Linked DNA regions of Mus musculus: region 2 is linked to region 1. A link is a contact called in public HiChIP or PLAC-seq data. All regions are on one chromosome and are shown on one strand. The core of a region is the stretch at or near the end of the contact, and the rest is flanking DNA. Distances in the headings are between cores, read along the strand shown. Region 1 has its middle 21 kb from the start of Anxa4. Region 2 holds the start of Nfu1 (NFU1 iron-sulfur cluster scaffold).

Region 1 (4,522 bases), core at 1,066-3,565:
TTGGGGCAGGTATCAAGGAACGCACTGCTGCAAGGATCATTTTGAGAATTTAATTGGGACTGCTACAGTCCCTTGTGTCTATTTAATTCTCTTTTCTTTTTCTCCTCCCCCTCCTTTTGTTCTTCCTCCTCCTTCCTTCCCCACTCTTTCTTTCTCTTTTCTTCCTTTGAGATAGGACCTCATGTAGCACATGCTCTTGAATTCTCTTTGTAGCCCCAGATGAACTTGAACTTCTGATCCTCCTGTCTCTACTTGCCAAGTGATGGCATGATAGGTGTTAATCAGCATGCATGTCTTACTGCAGTTTTCTCAAGCTCCCCAGAAGCTGTTGATATTTGTCACTTGGTCATTGCATCATCCTCGTAGAGGAGGAGCCATGACACAAAGTCAGTAAAATTAGGGACTGGTGAGATAGATGACTCAGTGGTTAAAAGCGTTGGCTGCTCTTTCTGAGGACCCAAGTTCAATTCTCAGCACTTACACGGCAGCTCACAACTGTCTGTAACTTCAATTGCAGAACACCTGTCGCCTGCACACAGGCATACATGCAGGCAAAATATCAATGCACAGAAAAATAAACAAATCCTTTTAAAATTTTTTCAAAAATGTAGTAAAAACAAATAGCAACATGCAGCAGGGGGCGCTGTAGAAAAGCCCTTAGCAGATCAGGACAAACTCTGCTGTGGTTCTGAACCTGGACTCTGGACAGGCTCACCATCTGGCCAGGTGTCTCAAGCCCCTCTGGGTCAGGAGCCTGGCTATTGACTGGGCTCGGGCTGAACCCTGACAGCCTCACAGGCAAATTTGCCACAAATGAAGAGCCCCAGCGTGAGCAGTCTCCCTGCACTCCCTGCCAACAGGCAGCACAAGTTCAAGGGAGTCCAGCTGGATTCCTGGCTCTGCCTGGGTCACAGGGAGCAAGGTGCTGAGGTCAGATGCAGCCTGTGGCTCAAGGGGTGACGACACAGGAGCATCAAGGGGCACACTACAGGTGGCTTCAATAACTCAAATTATTCTAGATTTCTCTCGTTCTCCTTCGAAGAAAAAAGTAGTTAGGTCTCCAGGGAAGTCATTAGCAAAAACTAAGTAAAAAACAGAATCATAGAGTGGTATTGTAAACTGGACCTCTGCATCATATATGCCACGGTGCTGGAGAAGGCTGGAGTCTCAGTCACACTCCTGCTCAGAGGCCCCCATGGCCTGTCTTAGGCTGTCCTCTGCTGTGGTTATATTTGGACCTGAAGTCCTGTGTGGGTCTCAGGTACTCACAGCACCCTTCCATTTTCTAACAACAGGACAATCCCTTCCAGAGAAGCTCAGTTCTCTACTGCATGCCCACCATAGCCCATTTGTGGGTCCACCCTGACCCCAGCCCTGGGCATGCCTAACACAGTCCATTTGTGTATCCACACTGGGCACCATGTCCACCATGGGACAAGAAAGACTCAGGCTCCATGAGGTGGCCAAACGTGAAGAGAAGAGCCTCTAAAAGTGTGCCAGGAATGTCATCTATATCCAGGATCTGCTGTCTTGAAAACCCTAGGCAGACACTACCCACTGGGCACTGCTGTGGGACAGAGGTGCAGACCATTTCTATCCACCCGTTCTCTCCTGGAAGACAGGCTGTGAGGTTGTCCCTGCATCAGAACTCCCTTCTGTTGGTCCTATGCAAAGTACACACCCAGGTCTTTGTGTTTGTGATAGTTTGAAGGTAAAGTGACTCCCCCATGCCCTTGAAGACTTACAAAGCCTCCTGGTTTTGAACACTTAGTCCCAGCTGCTGGAGCTGTTTTGGAACTCTGTGGAATCTTAGGAGGTAGAGTCTGGCTGGAGGAAGTGGATAGTCCAGGCCCACTTCCTGTCCACCTTCTGCTTCCAGATGCAACATGACCAATGGCCTTATACTTCTGTTGCCAAGCCTTCCTGTCATGGTAGACTATACAACCTTTAAACTGTAAGCCAAAGTAAGCGTCCTATAAATCTGGTTCATTGGTCTATAACCCAGACTTTGGAGGTAGAGGCGGGAGGATCAGGAATCCCAGATCATAGGAGTTCATAGGTCATAAGAGTTCAAGGCCAGCCTGTGTTACATGAGATCTTGTCAAAGAAAGAGGAGGAGGGGTAGAAGAGAAGGAAGAGAAAATTAACAATTCTTAAGTTGCTTCTTGAGACATTTGGTCTCAGCTTTGGAAAAAAAAAAAAGTAACCAATACAATATTCCCTTTCAGGAATGTGGGTTTGGGAACAGCGGGAAGCTGACCCCTATAGCTGTGTTCTGTGGGTGTCCTGTGGCTACAGCCTGCACAGAACAGATGGTGAAAAGGAAGGCCTGCATTTTCAGGAATTTTACAAACAGCTCCACTGTGTCAGGAGCCTCAAATCCACTCTGGTGCAGTGTTTATGCCACGAAGGAGGGCTCACGGAAAGCTCAGGGCCCTTCCCCAGGCTCAGAGAAATCAATCATCATTGCCAGCAATGAGCAACCATTGACCTGGGCATATCCTTACATGAATGGCTTCTTCCCAAGGGAGAATGAGTAACGGGAGTGAGAGACGGACCTGGGTGTGTGGCACTGAAAGTGTTCCCCACTAGAAAGCAGGGTGAAGTTCTACTTATAAATACGTGGAAATGGCAAGATGGAGCCTCTCTGCATCCCTTCCCTTTTCTTTTGAATCTGACAATAATACTTACACAGGAAATTTCAGAAAGGAATGTAGGCGGCAGCAGAGCGTGGAAGCTGAGAGCAAGCTTTCAAAGCCTGACATCTGGGGCTGGGGTCCAACCCGCCAGGCTCTCCCTGTTCCGTGGTGGGTGGAGCCAGCTAATCGAATGGTGGTGTGCACCTGGGTGGAAGCCTGTTGCAGCTCTCCCAAGGATCTTAATTCCCTCTCCCGCTCCCTCCCCCCTCCCCCTCCCCCTCTCTCCCTCCTCTTTCCCCTCCCCTTCCTTTCCCCTCCCCTCCCCCACTCTGTGTCCGAGAGGGCCCAATTGCTGAGTGGAGTATTTGGAAGCCTGTTCACATACAGTGTCTTATTTTCCCTTTGCTGTGATAAGCACCTGGCAAAACAAGGGAGAAAGGGCGTGTTTCAGCTAACAGCTCCAGTCCATCACTCAGGAAGTCACAGGGCAGGAGCCGGACAGATTGTGTGGTCTGTACACCCATGGAGGCTAAGGTGCAGAGAGTGATGACAGCCTGTATCCCAGGCTAGAGATTGGCAGCCTCACAGTGGCCAGGTCTTCCCTCAATTCACCTAAAAAGGATAATGCCCCCAAGATACACTCAGAGGCCCATCTTCCAGGTGATTTTGTTTCTCACCAAGTTGACAACTGAGATTAAACAGTACATATAGTATGTAAGGTTCTCTACCAACATACCCAGATATCAACAAACAAACAAGAGAGGCAAGACAAGGGAATAAAGAGAAAAATAAATGGAGCCTGTCACAATTCCCATCTCTCGCCTTCCCATCCTTCTGTCTTCAGTAGCACCGTTTCTGTCTCTCTTCTCTCTCCTTGCTTGGCTAATTAATTCAACCTCCTAACACTTCCCAAACCAGAAGAGCTCCTGACACCATCTCCCACACCCCTCAAATCCTGTGTCTCTTCCTGATTTTTCCAATCTGTTCTCAAGTTCTCCTTCAGGGGAATGGCTCAAACAAACAAACAAACAAACAAAAATTAAAAGCTCAGAATTATCAAGGTCTAACGTATATTCTAAAAGTGCTCTCCTTTTAAATGCTCAAGTTTCATTCCAATAAATGTGTACAAGGCGTAAAACACAGAGACCCTTTTGAGACAGGATCTTGTTTAGCACGGGCTGTGTAGCCGAGGATAAGATAACCGTGCATTTCTAGTCTTCCTACACCTACAATTTGATTAGGCTTTATTTAGCTTATGTGCTAGCACACACTAGAGGAGGTCAGAGGACAACTTGCAGTTCTCTTCTTCTACCATGTGGGGGCCAAGATTGAATTTAGGTCATCAGGCTTAGTCCTAAACATTCTTCCCCAGGGAGCCTCCTTCCGGCTCCCATCTGAGATTGCAGGCATACCACAGCATGCCAGGTTTTATCTGGTGCAGGAGATCGAATCCAGGGCCTTCTGGACAAGCGCTGTGCCAGCTGCAGCTAGCGGCAGCCCTCAACGTTGATTTCATCTGAAGTTACCTCTTACCTCTTCCAGTCAAGTTCTTGCCTCCTCTCCTGATACTTGGGAATCAGCATCTACCTCCTCCTCCTCCTCCTTCTTCTTCGTTTTTTGAGACAGGGTTTCTCTGTGTAGCCCTGGCTGTCCTGGAACTCACTTTGTAGACCAGGCAGGCATCCACTTTCTTAAACCTTTTATAAAGTACCACAAGAGTGGAATGATGTCGTAGGTGCTCTTGGGGTCCAGCAGCCTTTGAGGTGTATCTTTTTGTGTCTGGAGCTCACTCATCTGTGTTGCTGAGCGGTCCCCCATTTTATAGACAGGTTTCACTTGTTTGTCCATTCACCCACTGATAAACATTTAAGCTGCTCTCAGTT
Region 2 (4,025 bases), core at 269-2,768, 190 kb after region 1:
AGAAGAAGCAGGCATCTGTCTCCGTTCCTGAGCCATCTCAAGTTGATTACCCCTTGCAAATGAAAATCTAGATTTCTCCATGGGAATCTCACCGTGGGGGACAAACTATTCCTTTTATTTATTTATTTTATGTATGTGAGTACACTGTAGCTGTACAGATGGTTGTGAGCCTTCATGTGGTTGCTGAGAATTGAATTTTTAGTATCTCTGCTCCATCCGGTCGGCCCACTCGTTCCGGTCAACTCTGCTCACTCAGTCCCTGCTTGCTCCGACCCAAACGTTTACTTATTATTCTACATAAGTACAGTGTAGCTGACTTCAGATGCACCAGAAGAGGGCTTCAGATCTCATTACAGGTGGTTGTGAGCCACCACGTGGTTGCTGGGAATTGAACTCAGGACCTTGGGAAGAGCAGTCAGTGCGCTTACCCATGGAGCCATCTCGCCGTGGAGGACAAACTATTCCTAAGTGTAGGCCACGTGTCCAGCTGTAGAATGGTCAACAAAGAACCAGCTCACTGGCATCTTTGAAGGTCCCTGGTCACATAATGTTAAGCTAGGACTTTGGGTTTGTATATTTATTTAATTACACATTTTTGTTTACATTACATTGTTTTTGTTTTTTATTTTATGTATACATATATTTTACAATTTTTCTCTCTTTCCCTTTCTTCATCCCTCCCTCCCCGCTTTGCCCTGTAGGTCCCTTTTCATATATATTATGGCTTCCAGTGTTGTCGATAGCCCTGGGGCTAATTATATTTTATGTTAATTCCGTTTTCCTGTGTGTGGTTTTGAACAAGGAATGAGTCAGCGCTCAGGTGATTTCCTGTAAACCTGCTTCCCACCTTAATTTGTAAAATAAAGGAGAGCTGATGATTGGGCAGATAAAAGGGAAGGTGGAATGGAAGGTGGAGAAAGAAGAAGGAGAAAATGGATGAAGGAGAGGACGCGGAGGAGGAGGAGGAAGAAGAAAAGCGGAGCAGAAGCACATGGCCTGGAGAAACTGCAAGCTCTAAGGGGTCTCATAGATGTGGAAGATGGTCGTGTAGCGGTAGATCTGTCCAAACTAGGTGCACATATGTATTCATATTAACTGTGTTGTGTTTTCATTGCTGAGGCATATTTGGATTGGAGATTTACCGCAACATTCCAGCTTTGTATTTTCACGGGACTCTTGCATATGTGAACAAGTGTGTCTCTGCACTTATATGCATTTCTTGAACTCTTTTCCTTGTTTGTTTTGTCCTATTCTGATGTGTTAGGTTTTGTTATATCATATATCATATATTCCCTTAGAAGCCTGTTTGTTTTCTAATGAGCGACAGAAAGGGGGTGAATTCGGAGGGGAAGTGTGGGGAAATTGGAGGAAATAGAGGGAAGGGAAACTGTAATCTGGATATATTATGTGAGGGAAAAAAATCTACTTTCAGTAAAAGGAGGGCGGAAAGGCCACCTGCAGCACCGCCCTCAACTTGTAAGGAACCGGCGTCCCCGGACCGCCCTCTCTGCAGGGCCTGAGTCTGCGTAGGACTTGGAGACAAGAAGGAGGCGGGTCCGCGCAAGCGCACTGGCACTGAAGTGATGGCGGCGGCCGAGCGGGCATGGGGAGCAGCGGTCGGTGTAGTCCGGCTGTGCAGGCGGTAGGTGTTGGCTCCCTGGCTAGCAGATCCCTGTCGCTGCCTTCTCACAGGCAGGAGCTGGCGTCTGAGGGACCCTTGTCCTGGCTCCAGAGCCCGAGGCCAGCCACCTTCCACGGATGTCCCTTGTAAATCCCACGGGAATGTGGCTCCGAAGGGAAGAGCGGTCCCGGGGTTGTGTCGTGTCCTGTCGTTCCCTTTCCAGGGAGATCACGGCTCGGAGAGAAGTGAGTGACTCGAGGAAGTCCACCGCCCAGGCTTGTGCGAGTGCGTCCTGTTCCTCTTCTAGAGCCACTCCCTCAGATATCTGTCAGACCCGAGTGTGACAACTATAGAAAGGGGCCTGACAGAATGCTGATGCCAACTTGAAGTTTCAAATGCATTTCATCAGGCTAGCATAGAATCCCTCATCATCTGTCATCCCAATACTTGAAAGGTGAAGGCAGGAAGACCAGGAGTTCAAGGCCAGGTTAGACTATTTATGAGACACCCTCCACCACCCCACCACCCCCGTTTTAAAACTCCTAAATGTATCTCATAAAAATAGCAGATTAACAGAAGGATTTTGTGGGTTACCCCCTGCCCACCTGTTTTCGATGACTCCCCTTCAGTTACTTTACTCAAGATCGGTTAGACTTCAAAACTTCCTGCCAGAGTATACTTCTGGTTTATCCACGCTTGCTGCTTTTTCCCAGGGTTGAAGGAATATTAGGGTGTTTCCAAATCCTGGAGTATCCACTCCATTCACTTAAAGAATAGTTACTAGTTACCACGTAGTGATAACAGCTACCATTTACTGAACGCTCACTGTGTGGCCTGGTGTGGCCCTTATTGCTAGGTGTTCCTTAGGGAGAGTGATCTACAATGCTCTGCACGCCTTTTGTTTCAAATGAGTGCGTCTAATAAGGATGCAGCACATAGTCCTAGCATAAGAGAGCAAGCAGCCAGAGGGCACAGCACCAAAGCAGGTACACCATCCAGCAGATCAGGCCGGGGGAAACCCCAGGATCCAAGACACTTACTGGGGACTCTGGTTGCCAAGGGTCTTCTCCTGGGTATGACATTTAATTAGCTATTTCTGTCATCGGCATTTTTTTTTTTTTCGATTCTCGAGACAGGGTTTCTCTGTGTAGCCCTGACTGTCCTGGAACTCACTCTGTAGACCAGGCTGGCCTCGAACTCAGTAATCCGCCTGCCTCTGCCTCCCGAGTGCTGAGATTAAAGGCGTGTGCCACCACGCCCTGCTTGTCATGGGCATTTTTATAACATGGAATTTGAACAGTAGCTGAGTCTTGTATTTTGGGAAGGTGCCCGGGAGTGACTTAGTTCCCAGCTGTGTTCAGGGGCTGGTTTTGCTCCTGTTCTGGTCTCCGATGTTTTTACTCTGTTCTGGTCTCCGGGGCATGATGTTTTTACTCTTGGACTGTTTTGCTCCTACAAAGGGTCTTGGAGGACAATTTTAAGTATTCACTTAAGGCAGGTGGATCTCTGTGTTCAAGGCCAGTCTGGTCTACACAGTGATACCCAGTCTCAAAATTAAAAAAAGAAAAAAACAAAAAAAAAGGGGGGGAACTCAAGTCAAGTCTTTTCAGATAATTTCCCTTTCTAGCCGGAGTTACTTTCCGAGCTCCATTCCTTTTTAATTGGATGAAGGTTTGAGAATAGCCAGTCAGTGCTCCTCTATCAGAGTGAAGTGAAGGTCCGACGCCTGGCTAATGCTCCCTCCCCAGCAAGTATAAAGAATGATGGCTGCTCTTGGCAATTGCATGTGTTCTATTAGACTTTAGACTTTGAATCGTTGGGATGAAGCGGGTGTCCTTTATCCTAACTATTTCAGTGGCGTTTCTGACTTTAAATTTTGGGACATCTGTACTTCATGAGATACCATGGGGATAGAAACTATGTCTAAACGCAGAACTCGTTTCTTCACGTGCACCTTACCCATCACGGAAATTGCATGCATTGTTTCTAGTGAACTTTGGAAGGCAGGCCCCTTACGTGGGGCCAGGTATGAGATGGGTTGAAGCTTAGAACATTTCAGGTTTTTGCTCAGGGATGCTCATTTTTTACCTCCCCCCCCCCCTTTCCCCAAAAGGGCTTTGCAAATGCTAGGCAAGCACTGTCCCATGAGCTGCACTCCCAGCCTTTCCCAGGACACAGGGGGCTACTTCTCTCCAGGTGACTGCTGTGAGACCGACAAGGAAAAGCTTTTTGCTGGATATGTGGTTTTTTTCTTAGCTGTTTTCAGCCATGTGACCATCCTACCTAATTTTTAAACCTTTAAAAGAAAAAGTAAGCCAGTGGTGGTGGCACAGGTCTTTGGTATCAGCACTAGGCAGGCAGAAGCAGGCAGATCTCTTGAGTTATCAAGCCAGCCTGGTCAGCA

Evidence for each region. HiChIP or PLAC-seq counts read pairs in DNA pulled down with a chosen protein or histone mark.
Region 2: a contact with region 1 is called in an H3K4me3 HiChIP or PLAC-seq map of embryonic stem cells, with 4 times the contacts expected there. The contact joins the promoter of Nfu1 here to the enhancer-like site in region 1. A contact is called at or near these places in 12 of 39 promoter capture datasets (the 3T3-L1 cell line, 3T3-L1-derived adipocytes, the C10 cell line and 7 more), 2 of 15 datasets of contacts at CTCF or cohesin (large pre-B cells and pro-B cells), 87 of 484 Hi-C or Micro-C datasets (the 63-12 cell line, the AML12 cell line, the AtT-20 cell line and 54 more), 31 of 115 datasets of contacts at active chromatin or transcription factors (the 230-238 cell line, the HPC-7 cell line, the NIH/3T3 cell line and 20 more) and 3 of 9 other capture datasets (adipose tissue, liver and pancreatic islet).

The regions. Positions count from the first base shown.
Region 1 is chr6:86,812,791-86,817,312 of GRCm38.p6, forward strand. No RefSeq gene overlaps it. Among named protein-coding and RNA genes, the nearest start is that of Anxa4, 21 kb to the left of the region's middle. Within about 2 kb of position 2,316, at least 56 of the 459 cell types and tissues checked have an H3K27ac peak or open chromatin away from gene starts, as enhancers often do. A contact at or near this core is called in cerebellum, cerebral cortex, embryonic stem cells and 3 more, where this site is marked.
Region 2 is chr6:87,008,318-87,012,342 of GRCm38.p6, forward strand. Nfu1 (NFU1 iron-sulfur cluster scaffold) reads left to right here and starts at 1,519. Exons shown (of 8, transcript NM_020045.3): 1 at 1,519-1,642. The coding sequence starts at 1,584.